Regions from separate parts of the Mus musculus genome. Here region 2 is linked to region 1. The links are chromatin contacts, called in public HiChIP or PLAC-seq maps. All regions are on one chromosome and are shown on one strand. The core of a region is the stretch at or near the end of the contact, and the rest is flanking DNA. Distances in the headings are between cores, read along the strand shown.

Region 1 (7,744 bases), core at 2,319-4,818:
ACTAGCAGTGACTGCCAGTGGATGTCTGTGATGGCCAATCTTCGTCGTCAGCTTGATAGGATTGAGAAATATATAGGAGATGTGTAAAATGAACAACTGGATGTGTCAGTGAGGTCCTTTCCAGAGAAAATGAAAGGATTAGGCCTCCAGCTCCTCCTTGCCTGGCTTCAGATTTTGATTGATGCTATGGAAGTGTGGAAGGTAGAGCCTCGGTGGAAGAAGAAGTGAATCACTTGGGGCCGTGCTTTGGAAGAGTAATCTCAGCTCTGGCCCCAAAACAATTAGCCAAAATAAATCTTTTTCCTATAAGTTGATTTTCTTGGAGACCTGATCATAGTGATATGAAAACAAACACCACCACCACCACCACCCCCACCCACACACACACACACGTGGTATTCTTAAACTGATATACTGAGAAACACTTCCAGAATGGTAAAATATGTTCCAGATAGAAAATGGTAGCTCTTTCTCCTTTAATTTTGTGAATCCCAGTATAGGGATAAATATATTCTTTCTCCTACTTAATATTTATATAGAGACAGTCTGACTTAAGATTGCTCCTGTTAGTCTTTTTTTTATTTTATAGCCATAAGGCATTGACATATATTCTGTAGGAACAACTTTTTCTGGGGTAAAGAAATGCCCTATAAGACACAGTGCTGAGCCTGGTGTGGTGGCACACGCCTTTAATCCCAGCACTCGGGAGGCAGAGGCAGGCGGATTTCTGAGTTCGAGGCCAGCCTGGTCTACAGAGTGAGTTCCAGGACAGCCAGGGCTACACAGAGAAACCCTGTCTCGAAAACAAACAAACAAACAAAAAAACAAAACAAAACAAACAACAACAACAACAACAACAAAAAGACACAGTGCTTACCCATAAATCCCCAGTCAAACGTGAACATAGGGTAGACAAAACAAACTCAAGTACCCAGTGTTACTGAGTTATTGTACTCTGTATGACTCATGTGTTATATGCACTTTGGCTTAGGTTAGGGTATCTTCAGTTTTAGCCTGTGACATCAACCCCAGTGCCTTGCCAAACTGGAGGAGATTTCCAAATATCATGTGTAAATTTACAAAGTTCTTTGATAGGTAGGCTTGTGAAATTTTAAGTCATAGTAAATGTGACGCATTTTCTACTTTGCTAATCATAATTTTGTAACAGTCGCTGTTCCAGTGTTAGGCAAAACATTCTCCCAGGACAGAAGTCTGGCTCTGTGCACCACCTCTCCCACCATGCGTGATTTCCAACGTATGCAGTGTTTGGAAGGATTTCCTAGTTCCTTCTGATATCCATCTCACAATTCCCATATTCAGACATCTTGAATATCATATTTGGGAATTTTGACTGATGAAATTAGTTTCTTGTGTGTGTTTTTTTACATTGACTGTGTGTGTATACATACATGTGCAGGTACATGCTATAATTCACATGTATGTGGAGGTCAGAGAACAACTTGAAGGAGTCCCTTTCATTACTTGGGGTACTTAAGATCAAATTCAGGTCATTAAACTTGGCAACAACTGCCCTTACCAGCTGAGCCATCTTGCTAGCTGGTAAATCCTTTTCTTTTTAAGATATGGGTGCTAGTTTGACACAGTCTCCCTATAGTAACTATCATGGCTTTGATTTCTGGGCTCAAGTGTCCCTTCTGCTTCTGTCCCCTGAGAGTTGCAACTATGGGCTTGCATGATTCTACCTTTTTAAATAAGTCCCTTAATACCAATAAAGTTTTAAATAGAGTTCTTAAAGATGATTCTAAGAGGCCAGTAGGTATAAAATCACATAGGCATTGTATAAATACAAAATTATATCTTTGCTGGGCGTGGTGGCGCACGCCTTTAATCCAAGCACTTGGGAGGCAGAGGCAGGCAGATTTCTGAGTTCCAGGCCAGCCTGGTCTACAAAGTGAGTTCCAGGACAGCCAGGGCTACACAGAGAAACCCTGTCTTGAAAAACAAAAAACAAACAAACAAACAAAAACAAAACCAAAAAAAAAAAAAGAAAAGAAAAGAAAAGAAAAGTTTCCTTCAAGGATATTTGAGAAATGTTTCAGTGAAGAGCTGAGCAACTGTAAACGCAGTCATTACCTTTCTGCTGCTGTGGTGGTTAAAGGGAGAATGGCCTCCTTCGGCTCAGATATTTGGATGCTTGATCACCAAAGACTGGAACTGTTTAAAAGGATTACAAGGATTAGACTGTGTGGCCTTGGAGAAGACATGTCACAGGGAGGTGAAACTAAGGTTTCAAAAGCCCATGTCAGACCCGATCAGAGACACCACCGCTCCTCTCTGCAGATCAGGATGTAACTCTCAGCTATTGCTCCCGCTCCATGACTACCCCACCATGCTCCGAGCATAACCCTGCCATGATGCTAATGGACTAACCCTCTGAAACTAAGCAAACCCCTCACTTAAATGCAGTCTTTTTTTTTTTTTTAAGAGTTGCCTTGGTGGTGGTGTCTCTTCCCAGCAATAAAACAGTGACTAAGACAGTTATTATGGCAAGACATCTAACAAATATAGTTTCAAGAAGGAAAAGTTTATTCTGGCTGATAACTTGCATGTATTATCCATCCTGGTGGGGAAGAGAGAGACAGATGTGAGGCAGCTGGTCACACTAAGCAGTCAGAAAGGAGAGAGATGAATCCTTCCTACTGCTTAGCTTGCTTTCCTGATTCCATTCAGTCCTCTAATGTGCTGCCCACATCCATTCCTCTTTCCGGAGTTAAACCTTTCTGAATGTATTATAGATACGAGCTAAAGTGTATTTCCCTGATGACCCTAAATTTAGTCAAGTTGATAGTGAAGATTAGCCATCAAAATAGGGGATATAGAATACATAGCCCTGAGAGAACAAACAGCAATTGAACAAGAGGGTCTACACAGTCAGGGCTCTTCAGGGACCAAGTAGATTATGCAGGAAAATAGGAAAACATTGAAGGGATTTTAGCTTGATGGTGACTTAAAAGGATGGGTAAATTGAAAACTGTACTCTAGATATAAATCTCAAACAAAGATTAAGATATATCAAGGTTGATAAAATACTCCTAGAATTAGTTGGACTCTTTTGTCAATGAGAAAGCTAGAAAGGGCATGTTGGAGCAGGTTAGTGAAATAGAGGTAGAAAGAGTTAGCTGGGAAACAGTAGTGTATGCTTCCTGAGCTCGGACGGAGCATTAGGAAGAGGGTACTTGTGTATACAGCTGAGTGGTAGTGGCATTCACTCGAAGGTCAGTGTATCTGGAGGTAGATAGGGAGGTTGGGAGATCATTTGGTGTAGTATCTACTGAATTTCTAATGGCTTTGGTCATCCAAGCAGCTTCTAAATAGAAGTATGAGCCTGTATGGACCTGGGAACAAGCTCCTTAGGGGAAAGGATTCTGATTGGCTCGACGGCGTTCTGGGTTACAGTCTATCACTACTGAGAAGTCCCAGCAGCAGGAGCTTGGGAGAGCTGATGACATCATCTGTAAAACAGAAAACCTGCTACATCTGTAAGGAAAGATTACATTCCTGAGTGCACATGAAACTGGCTTTACAATAGCTTAGGGCCTAGGTAGAGGAAGATGAGCTAGACGAGGTGGAGTTCTCAGAGGGTGTTGTGTGCTTGAAGACAAATGACTAAGCACTTCAAGGAAGGAGTGGTGAATAAATAATGTCAAGTGCCATTGTGAAGTCATGTGAAACAAGGCCTGGAAAATGTCCACTGCCTTTGGTGACGCGATGGTCATCAGTTACCACAACAAGAACTGTTTTGTTGAGGAATATGGCCATAAGCTAGACTGAGATATGGAATGTGGTAAATGATAAATAAGTGGAGTGAATCTAAACTCACAGGACTTGACTTTTAATGGGGAGAGAATATGTCATTTTTTGTTGTTGTTTTTGTTTGAAATACATGTATGTATCTGCATGTGGGCATACACACGTGGCTGCAGTACTCAGGAGCTGCAAGCCGTATGGCATGGGTGCTGGGAACTGAACTTGTATCTGCAAAGGCAATGAGAGCGTTTAGCCATTGAGTCATCCCTTCAGCCCGGAATGTATCTTTTCCATCTTTAAGATTTTGATTTATTTGCTTTGATAAAAGACTTAATTGAAAAAAACCAGAAACACACACCCACATACACACTAGAGGAGTTGGGGGTGAGACATGGCCTTACTGTATACCCTGAGCTTAGTAGTATCAAACAGGCGATCCTTCTGGTACTACAGTATGAGTGCTGAGACAACTGGTATACCTGGCACTTAACTCTTCCATGCCGTGTTTCTCCCTCCCTGTGATAGTTAATTTCAATTGTCAACTTGACACTGCCTAGAAAAGTATCTCACTGAGGGATTGTCTACATTGGGTTGACCTATAGTCACGGGGTAGGAGACAGGACTGTCTTATGGTAACAGATGTGGGCTGGCTCAATCCACCATGGGTGGAACCATTCCCAATCAGAAGGTCCTGAACCGTGAAAGGGTGGAGAGATTCAGCTGAGCAAGGGAAGCAAACGAGCATCCATTCCCTCTCCCTCCGCACTTGACTATAGTACACATTCCTGCCACTGCAACTTCCCAGCAGTGGCGCATTGTAATTTGGACTTGTGAAGCAAAATAAATGATTTCTCCCCTGAGTTGCTTATCAGGATGATACCACAGCCACAGAAATGAAAGCAGGACACTCTCTGAGACTCTGTCTTCCTTCCATTTAGAAATTTTACTTTGATTTTTTTTTTATTACGTCTATTGTGTATGTATGTGTCTGAGTATGTGTGGGAATACGCATGTAAATGTAGCTGCTCACGGAGACCTGGAGGCCGAAAACATCTGCTTTTAGTTTTTGTCACAGGCAATTGTGAGCAACCAGGTGCTGAGAAACAAACTGGGGTCCTTTAGAAGAGCCGCAAGTACCTTTAACCATTGAACTCTGTTCCAGACTTCGTTCCTTTTTTTTTTTTTTTTTTTGGTTTTCCGAGACAGGGTTTCTCTGTGTAGTCCTGGCTGTCCTGGAACTCGCTCTGTAGACCAGGCTGGCCTTGAACTCAGAAATCCTCCTGACTCTGCCTCCCAAGTGCTGGGATGAAAGGCATGTGCCACCATGCCTGGCTCGACTTCATTCCTTTGAATAACTTTGTTTTTCACCCTATAACCCAGGCTGCCCTCAAACTCATGATCTCATGCCTTAGCCTGCCGAGTGCTGGGATTACAGATATATACAAACATTCCTACTTCTGGGAGGTAATAATCTTGTGAGATGAAGTTGACTCTGTGAGAGAAGAGTTGGATATACAAATTAGCTGTGAAGATAAACACATTAATCACTAGAGAAAGTAAATATATGAATTTTAAGTCTAATGTAGGTAACTTTGTTTCTGTATTTTTAGAATAAGGAACTAAACAAAAACTAACATTGTTTATGGTTATATTATATGGGTGGCATGTTGATCTGATTTACCCCATAAGTCTCAGGCATTTTAATACTTGGTCCCCACTTGGTGGCTGATGAGAAAGGATTGGGAGAAGACACGGCACTGGAGGGGGAGGTATGTTCCCAGGGGTGGTCTTCAAAGTTTCAAAGCATATGCCATCCCCAGTTACATAAAGAGGTATGCCTCCTGACTCTTAGTGACAGCTCTCGCCAACTTTTGCTGTGTTAACCCTCTGAGATAAATATGTTTTCCATACATTGCCTTGGTCATAATTACAATAACACAAAAGTAACCAGTACAGATGATCACTTAACTGGGAAGAGTTTCCATGAACTCTGCAGTCCCCTACGAATGCACAAGACGGTTAGAAGATATCTGTTAATGTACCATAATGTAGAGCTACCTTTTAATCCAAAAGTTTTTTTGTTTTTGTTTTTCTGTTTTTTTTCTTTTTTTTCCAAGACAGGGTTTCTCTGTATAGCCCTGGCTGACCTGGAACTCACTTTGTAGACCAGGCTGGCCTCGAACTCAGAAATCCGCCTGCCTCCCAAGTGCTGGGATTAAAGGCATGCGCCACCACACCCGGTTTAACAGTTTGATTCCTAAACAGCCTCAAACTTGACTAAATAAAGACAAAATGGGATATCACCCAGCAACAAAGAAGAAATCACTCCCACAGTAAGTAACGTGGATGAATCTCACAGGCAATGTACTGAGTGAAAGAGACTCAAAAGAAACCATGTTTTATAATTCAACTCTTGCAAAATCCAAGGACTAAAATAGGATAAGAAGATCCAGATAACAGTCACCTCTGTAGGGGTGGTGTGGATTTTCTAGGGCACATGACCACTGAAGAAAATTGTTGCAGTAAATATTAAAAAATGAACCGGCACAACCCACACTTGTGCCAGCAACTCTCTGCCCCAGCAGCCTGGCCAGCCATGCACTGGTGGGCAATGGCCAACCCGTTTTTATCTCGTGGAGACTGATTCAAAATTGTTCTGTTCTGTGTCTTGCTCTGAGTGGTGAATGCATGGGTTTACCAGGCTGCACATTTCAACTACACCTCTGTAAATTTTACTCTGTATGTTCTATCCTATGTTTTATCTATTTCTAAAAATATACATTTTGTTGGGCTCATGAGATGGTTCCTCAGGTAAACGGTAAAGACACTTGCCGTGCCAGCCTGACAACCAGAGTTTCATCCCTAGAACCTGTGTGAAGATGGAAGGAGAGAATTGAATCTCTAAAGTTACCTTCTGACCACCACACACAGTGTGGCTCTTAGGCAGATATACAAAGCATTGTCATTGTCATCATCATCATAGTCAACATTGTTGTCATTGTCATCTTCCTTGCATCATCTTCATCTTCATCATCATGTCCACCACCATCATCATCATCATAAGAGTTTTAAATTTCTTTTTTTAATCAATGTTCAAAATAACAGGTTTCCTAAAGGCATTTTTCTTATGTGATTGTGGTTGTTCCTGTTCCCCACTTCCACTTCCCCCATCTCCCTGGCCCCTGCCTTCTGTCATTAGTTTTGCCCTTCCCAATTCATACTGCATGAGTTCCATCATCCCTGTTTCCTTAAAGGCTCCTGCTTCCACACTCGTGAGCTCCTAGTTTCACATCCTCTACCACATACTCACCCCCACACAAATACACACATAAAAGCTTGAAGCTGGGAGCTGCCTGTGAGAGAGAACATGCATTGATTGTCTTTCTGAAGCCGGGTCACTCATTTAATACATTGTTTACTTCCATCCATTTTCCTGAAAAGTGTAGTTATCCCTACAGCTGCACGATTATTCCATTGTGGTATCTAGTCTATGTGCCATATTTTACCACCCATCTGTGCATTGATGGACAGCTGATTCCATTTCCTTGCTATTGTAAAGGGCATTGATAAACATGAATGTACAATATTTATGTCAGGCTATGGAATACTTTGAGTAAATGCGCAAGCATGTGGAAGCAGATCGTATGCTAGCCTTCCCTCAGTTTTGTGATAAAACTTCCCACTGATTGTTACAGCCGCTGCACCAATCTACTCCTTCCAACAGTGAAGAAATTTCCCTTTCCCTCCACGCCCTTGCCAACATTTTCTATCTTTTTTTTTTCATAGCAACCATTATGATTGAAATGAGATGAATCACAAGTAGTTTTAATTTGGATTTTTCTAATGACTAACAATACTTATCACTTAAAGAAATACTAACTGACCATTTGTATTTCTTCCCTTGAGAAATGTCTGTTTCATTCACTGACCAATGTATTGATTGGTGATTTGGATTTTCTTGATGTTAAACTTTTGA
Region 2 (7,744 bases), core at 2,146-4,645, 1.9 Mb before region 1:
GTGCAGCAGGCTACAGGCAGAGTCCAGATGGGACTTGTTCATTACCCTCTGCCAGGACCTTAGTGATCTGTGTTTTTGTCATTGTGGTTGCGGTCTCTGTAATCATGGTGATTTATCTACTGCCTAGATGTACCTTTACCAAAGAAGGCTGCCACAAAACAAACCAGTCAGCAGAACTCATCCAGCCAGTTGCTACAAACGGGAAAGTGTTCCCATGGGCTCAAATTAGGCTTCCCACTGCCATTATTCCTCTATGCTATGAACTTAGCCTACATCCAAACCTAACCTCAATGACATTCAGGGGATCTGTGACAATTTCACTTCAGGCTCTTCAAGACACACGGGATATCATTCTCCATAGCACAGGACATAATATTTCAAGAGTGACATTTATGTCAGCAGTTTCAAGTCAAGAAAAACAAGTTGAAATTCTGGAATATCCATATCATGAACAAATCGCCGTTGTTGCCCCGGAACCTCTTCTAACAGGACACAATTATACCCTGAAGATAGAGTATTCAGCAAATATATCTAACTCTTATTATGGGTTTTATGGCATCACCTACACAGATAAAAGTAATGAGAAAAAGTATGTAAAACTGAAATGGTTCTTGTTCTGTGCTCTGCTGCATGTAACTTCTACAATGCAAATAGGACCCTTTGTCACACCATAGATATTTTAAATTCAGAGGTTTCAAATTTACGAAGTTATATGTACAGTAGAATGGCAATATGGGAGAATATACTTCTTTTGAGCTTTTCATGCTTTCTGAGATGAATATTGCCATCCTTCCATGAAGCTGTAAGGAGTGAGGAGAATGGGCTAATCTACTTGCAGGCAGGACTTAAGGAGGTACTTAGTGAGTTGGAGAAAGAGAGGATGAAATATGCCTATGTATATCCTTCTTAATGTCCTTAATCTTTACTGGTTCGCTTTTTAAAATGTCAGTTTGAGTGTGGAATCTCTAAAATTGCAAGCAGAACTCTAAGAGAAGCCCCAGAGTTATCTCGTCTAATCTGATTTTTTTTTCCCCGAAATCTTTGGACCTAGTGCTACCTAGTTAGAAAAATTAATACTGTGCAGTAGAATTCAGTTATTTTTAGTGTAGTTGTGTAAATTCTAGGCATGAGCTGGGTTGAGTTATGTTAAAAAAATGTGGGTCCTTGAAACTAAGAAATAGAGAAATTAAAATAGTATCTTAAACTGAAAGTTTAGAATGAACAGAACGTAAGTTCATTTACTTGCCTCTTAAAGTGAAGTACCCACATGATTGTCTATCTTGAGAGTACATACAAGTTTAGATCATTCTTACCTTCAGGATGTCTGAAAATTATTAATCCTAAGCAATGTTGTATGTTTTTTCAATTTTGCTGGAAACTTTTATATTGGCCCCACTATAATTAAATATTTAAATTGATAGAGTAATTAGGGGGATACATTTCTTCTTGCTTGAAAGGCAGCTCTTCTTACCACCAATGCTCTTGTTGCCTGGAAAAATCACAATGTCTGTAAATGCTTTGAAGAGACACTGCTTGTGGTCAGGAAACTTTGCCTCCTTTCCACACTGCTGCCAACATAATCTATGCCTATTTTTATCTTTGCACTTGTTTCTGCTAGAGGTGCTCATGGTCACCTTCGATGTACAAACATTTTACAGTTCTTATTCCTAACATTTTGACAATCTTCATTATCTGGCCTTTGTTTTCTCTCACAGCCCTTATTCTCCTATCATGTTGAACACTCTATTCCTACAACTAAGCATAACAGTAGTCAGTATTTATTGGGAACTGAAATACTAGAAACTGCTCAGAACATCTTATGTTTCTTTAATCTTCTACCTTGTCAAACTAAGAAATGCTAATATATTCATAATAGCCAAGGATGAAAGTGCTTATAAATTACTATTATAAAGTAATAATAGTCTGCCAGGACTGTCAGGGAGCAGAGAGGGAACCCAGACCTTTCCATTGTATTGAACCACTTCCCCAGTTCATACTTCATTTCTTTTGCACATTGTTTTTGCCAGTGCTTAAGATTCTCTTACTCACCTCCCAGCTAATTCCTGTCCTGACTTGAGGATATGCATGCTTAGCAAGTGTTTCTGAGAGCAAACATAGTCACAAGGAAAGAATAGGTATCGAGTTTCACAATAGAGAAGACATTGTAATTGTCTTCAAAATGTAGACTTCTCATAGACTTGTGTGAGATAGTTGTTATATTGCTTGAACAATAACTTAAAAGTTTTCTCGTTTGTTTGTTTTGACTTAGAACATTAGGATCTATAGTCAGGCATGAGGAATGCAGTTGCAGTCCCAGCACTTGGGAGGTAGAGGCAGGAAGATCAAGGAGGTCGAGAGGCGCGTGCGCGTGCGTATGTGTGTGTGTGTGTGTGTGTGTGTGTGTGTGTGTGTGTTTGTACATGGTGAGTATGAGGCCAATTTGGGCTATTTAAGATTCAGTCTCAAACAAAAAGAAGAACATTATGATATAATTTTTGTCTATAAATAGGCCTCTCTAATGTGAGTAGTAGGGATATAATTAGACTTTATCCTATTCTGTTTACTGGGTGAAAATGTTGGCAGTGGATGAATAAAAGGAATGAGCTTTAGAAATCGCATGGTTATCAGATGAAGTTCACTCTGCTTTTACTGGGCCTATGCTTATCAGGAAAGACATAATGACTTTACGTGCGGAGAGAGTTGTAGTTACCTAGTACTAGTAGTAAGCATCGATGTAGAACCACCTAGGTAGCCTAGGTGGTTTTGTTAGTTTATTGTAAAGTTTTCCTGGATTCTGGCAAAACCCTAAGGCTTGGTTCAGGGAGACCTGGCTCAACCATAATATGTAACATATAAGACAGAGATGTAGGTTACAGACTGGACAGAGTCATGGAGCTAATAAATGTAGACCCCAAATTCAAAGCGCTCTTTTCTGCTTATCTTCTAAAAGTGGAGTCTAGCACAGCGGGTGCTGTGTCCACAGTGCCTGTGAATGGCATAGAAGCTGGCATAAGAGAGGCCTCTCGCTCGCCCTGCTACTCTGCTTGTGTAGTCTTCAAGTGGAAATCACTTTCTCCTGAGTGAAAATCTACCATTAGCCCCTGCTGCTTTTTGTGATTTTCACAGGCAGGACCATCTCTAAAAAGGAAAGAGGAAAGCAGAATGCTATTAAAGAACAACTGGTTTTTCTATTTTCATGAAAGTGCATATTGTAGATTTGAGATTCAGTGTTGTGAACCCAGCTGGTTAGTAGCTGCTAATGACAATCCTATGGACTTCTATCAGAAACTCAAGCCTCTCCGTTGGTGAATCCCACTGCACTTAGCAGCTGCTCCAGCTTGTAGACGCGTATTGCCTTCTTTCCTTATGCTGCCGTCTTTCTCAAGTGTACTCTTCAATTCTGTGCTTTATCAAGTGTGCTTGATATTCAAGGACCCATTCAGGCTGGGTACTAGTTTCTTTATAGTGTCTTCACCTGCAGAAGAATTTGTTTCACACCATTTGATCCCACTAATGTGCTTCCACTGTTAGCAATACAATTTGAAGCCTGCAAGAAGACTCTGCCCCCTCTAGGCCTCTGCTCTCCTCGCCCCCCTCAACCCCTTTAGTTAATAGTAGGTGTTTTAGAGGCTGGAATTGTAATGTATTTTTTTCTTCATAGCCCTAGTACTTTGTGGGATGCCCTGTCTAGTACGCACTCTAACTATTGGACCAAATTTGCATTTCTTTTTAGGTACTTTGCAGCAACTCAGTTTGAACCTCTGGCAGCAAGATCTGCTTTTCCTTGTTTTGATGAACCAGCATTTAAGGCCACATTTATCATCAAGATCACAAGGAATGAGCACCATACTGCGTTATCAAATATGCCTAAGGTACTGGGACGTGAAGGTGCAATATTTGGATAGATCTCTTATCTCTGAGAACAGTTGGATTCCTCTTTACTATTGGTAGGGATATTTAGAAACATATGTGTATATATTCTTTCTGAAATAGTTAGATACAAATGGAAAGAAAAGTACTTTGTCAGTCTGAGGAATGCTTGAGAAAGGAAAAGACCCTGCAAGGCTTAGAATGCATGCGTAAGAAGTGTGAAGTGTCTTCCTGCTCTACAGTAGCACAAATACTAACACTATGAAACAGTATAAGCTGAGTAAATGACTTGAGACATAATGAATTTGCTCTTGTAAGCATTGTTGAGACTATGGAATTGTGATCATTCTTAGTGTTTTGGCTAATGAAACTCTGGATTATTGTCATGTGGAAATGGACAAGAACAGGAGCCTTTTTCTTGTTAGTTGCATGGGAGGTAGTAGGGGTAACACCAAGTAGAAGAGTTTTATGCTCAACAGAACTTTATTCTTTTTGTGTCTGCCTGAATGGCTTGTGCAGCCGGTGTGGTACTTCCTAGAACCTGTATGGCTAGAGGTGAGAAGTAGCCACAGGTAGCAGGCAATACCATCTACCATCTACCCCCATAGCCATCAGACAGCATGAGCTTTCATTGTCACAGTCAACTCATCACCTTAATATGTCTCTTAAAGAGGTGGGCACCTACTTCACACTAACCCAAAGCAAAACCTGATTCATGGTTGGGAAATTTTGAGAGTTCCTGGCATTTCTTCACCTTTAGTCAGTGACAGAGTTCTCTAGTGACTTAATGCTTTTGATTCCACTAACTTTTCCTGGGGGTACTCCATGGAGCACTAGATCATGTCAGGGAATGTTTTAGCTACAGTTCCCTCTTGAAGTCAGTGATCCTCAGGTTATGGAGGTAGGGAATGGGGAAGGATTTGAATTTTGCTACAGTTGGAAGACAGAACAATTGCTACAGGGAACAAATATATTGAGAGTCATGTTGAGGTTCTCATTATACTCTGTGTCTTCTTGATCAAGAGAAGAGACTGAAACCATTATCTAGAAATTTGTGTTGAAAGATTAAAATGTCTATTTATTACTTCATGAATTTTTAATTTCTTACCGTATTTGTCATTGATCCTTTAGTTACAGAACTGTCATCTTCCTTTTTTTTTTTTTGGCTATAGAAGTCATCGGTCCCTGCAGAAGAAGGACTTATTCAAGATGAGTTTTCTGAAAGTGTGAAAATGAGCACATACCTGGTTGCTTTCATTGTAGGGGAGATGAGGAACCTGAGTCAGGATGTAAATGGAACTCTGGTATGTCCGTACTCTGATTGTCTGAAAGCTGGTGTATAGTAGGGTGGTGGTAGTTCTTGGTGGTTACCTTATGAATACAAGCTTTTAGATCGGATTCTAACATGTTACACCAGAAATACCACTCTCATTTAACTCATATATACTACTATTCATTTGCTGTCTGAAAGTTAGTAGTTTTCAAGTTTCCTATTTTGTGAAAATTATAGTAAGATAACATATTATACTGACATTTCTAGAACTGTACTGTAGAATATGATGGTCAGTAGCCTGAAGGAAGCCAGGACAGGAACTCAAACAGGGCAGGAAACAGGAGCTGATACAGAGGCCATGGAGGAGTGCTACTTACTGGTTTGCTTCTATGACTTTGCCCAACATGCTTTCTTATAGAACTAACACCACCAGCTCAGGAATAGCACCACTCACCATGGGCTGGGCCCTCCTCCATTAATCACTAATTAAGAAAATGCCTTACAGCTGAATCTTATGGTAGCATTTTCTCAATAGTGGTTTCCTTCTTTCTGTTAACTCTTCATTGTGTCAAAATGACATAAAACTAGCCAGGACATATCCCAAGTGTCTCTCAAGCATCCTGGTACACTTTGCACATTTGATTTCATTTCCTCCTGGTGCATCTCATCAGTCATTAGGAAGAAACTCAACACTTTCTTTATGCAAGGCACTATGCTTTCGGTGATGTGTTCAGTTTTGGAAGGCCAGTGTGTCCCTTAGATCCTACAGGCTCTATTACTGCTTTTCATTGCAGGTGATAAGGTTTGGGCCTGCTTTTGTTGGCTCGTATTTGTTTTTATTACTTAAAGGCACAAACGGGTTCAACCTACCAAGTCATAACTGTAGTTATAAAGTCTCTTAAAGGGTTCTTGGACTAGATGGCAAGAAAGCATTTAGACTATAACTGCCACGGCCTAGTTGCCAGGGGGCTTTCATTTGACTGTTACTAGGATATGATTTGTTTGTTTTTCTTTTCCTCCTTTATTTTTTAAATTGTTTCAACCTACAGCCTTAAACCTGCTAACCACCTCTTGTACCACAGAGCTGCACCCCAAATCCCCATACAGTAGTAATTGATATTCTCTTACCCAACCCAAAATATTGTTTAAGGCATTTCTCCCCTGGTATGCATGGTAGTGAAGACCTGTAACCCCACCTACTTAGGATGCCGAGGCAGAAGGGTCACAGTTTCAAGACATTCCTGAGCTACAAAATGAGTTCAAGACTGAGCCTGGAGAACTTAATGAGACCCTGTGGCCAACTAAAAAGTAAAAAGAGGCCTGGGGAAATAGCTCTGTGGTGGGGTGCTGGCATCATATATGTAGGGCTGTAGTTTAAATCTCTGAGACCACAAACTAGCAAAAGACTTTTTTTTTTCCTGAGACACATTGTTCTCTTTGTTTATTTTCCACTGTTTTATTATTTTTTAGAATAAGGTTGATATAAATATAATGAGCAGATGATAACTATGTATTAAGAAGTTAAAAGCACATGTTCTTTAAGGAAAAGAAAAAAATTAGAAAGGAAAACTTTCAAAACCCTTTCTCCTAATTGTGTGCCAGAATTGAGAGTAATTGTGTCACTTGGTCAAATTTCAGTTTCTTTTATAATCATATCATATTACTTAAACTGTGCACTTATCTTCCAAATAGAGAGAGGATAGGTATTTAAGTAATCTCTGTAATTCTATGATTTGCTTCTGAGTGTGCAGTCTGAAGTGAATGAGCAATGTGAGACCTGAATCATAGTTAGAGTGTCTCATGATACAACTGTTTTTTATTACATGATCCATCAAAGCAAGCCAACAAGTGAAGTTGATATTTATTTATGAGTATATATTTAGTGCCTACTGGATGACAGGCACAATAACAGGCACCAAAAGGATTAACACCTTAGTTTTGTGCTGCATATAACCCATCTTCACAATTCATAAGTAAGAGCACTTGTGAGTTATAAGAGTGTAAGAATGTATCATTACATTAGGGTCAGTGCTTATACTTTGCTCTGAGGTGTGCTATAGTAGTTTATTTGAGATATTGGGGAAAGCTTTAAAAAAATTAAAACACTAAGTAATTCTTTTGTGTAAGTATGGGTATAAATGACTTGTTTGCTGGTCCTAACAGTGCTCAGCTGAGTGGCATGCCATTTTAATCTTACCTGCCTTTACACCATGGATTATGTTTCTCTTCAGGTTTCTGTGTATGCTGTACCAGAAAAAATTGGTCAAGTTCACCATGCCTTGGACACAACTATAAAGCTTCTTGAGTTTTATCAAACTTACTTTGAAATTCAGTACCCACTTAAGAAATTGGGTAAGAGTTAGATAGTTCCTTTGATTTTCATTGCAATTTATAACAAAGATTTGCTTCATAAACAATTTTTTTAAAAAAAGCCTTTGCCAAATATTTTTAAAAGAAAACCAAGAAATTTTTAATGCTGTAGAAATTTTATTTGTGTACGGTTATTTATAATCTATACATCTGAACTTAACTTAGAATTACTTAGATAACTTAAGTTTATGGGGTTGTAGAAATTTGCTTAAGGCCCCATATGGAGTTTGA

What was found. HiChIP or PLAC-seq counts read pairs in DNA pulled down with a chosen protein or histone mark.
Region 2: a contact with region 1 is called in an H3K4me3 HiChIP or PLAC-seq map of embryonic limb bud, with 6 times the contacts expected there. The contact joins two enhancer-like sites. A contact is called at or near these places in 1 of 39 promoter capture datasets (the C10 cell line) and 4 of 115 datasets of contacts at active chromatin or transcription factors (bone marrow-derived macrophages, embryonic limb bud, large pre-B cells and 1 more).

What each region holds. Positions count from the first base shown.
Region 1 is chr17:15,695,030-15,702,773 of GRCm38.p6, reverse strand. 5830433I10Rik (a long non-coding RNA gene) reads left to right here. Exons shown (of 2, transcript XR_001782213.2): 2 at 6-7,744. Among named protein-coding and RNA genes, the nearest start is that of Chd1, 6.1 kb to the left of the region's middle. Within about 2 kb of position 3,568, at least 14 of the 459 cell types and tissues checked have an H3K27ac peak or open chromatin away from gene starts, as enhancers often do.
Region 2 is chr17:17,571,377-17,579,120 of GRCm38.p6, reverse strand. It overlaps Lnpep (leucyl/cystinyl aminopeptidase), which reads left to right. Exons shown (of 18, transcript NM_172827.3): 2 at 1-589; 3 at 3,734-3,872; 4 at 5,043-5,174; 5 at 7,375-7,495. Among named protein-coding and RNA genes, the nearest start is that of Lnpep, 49 kb to the left of the region's middle. Within about 2 kb of position 3,395, at least 5 of the 459 cell types and tissues checked have an H3K27ac peak or open chromatin away from gene starts, as enhancers often do.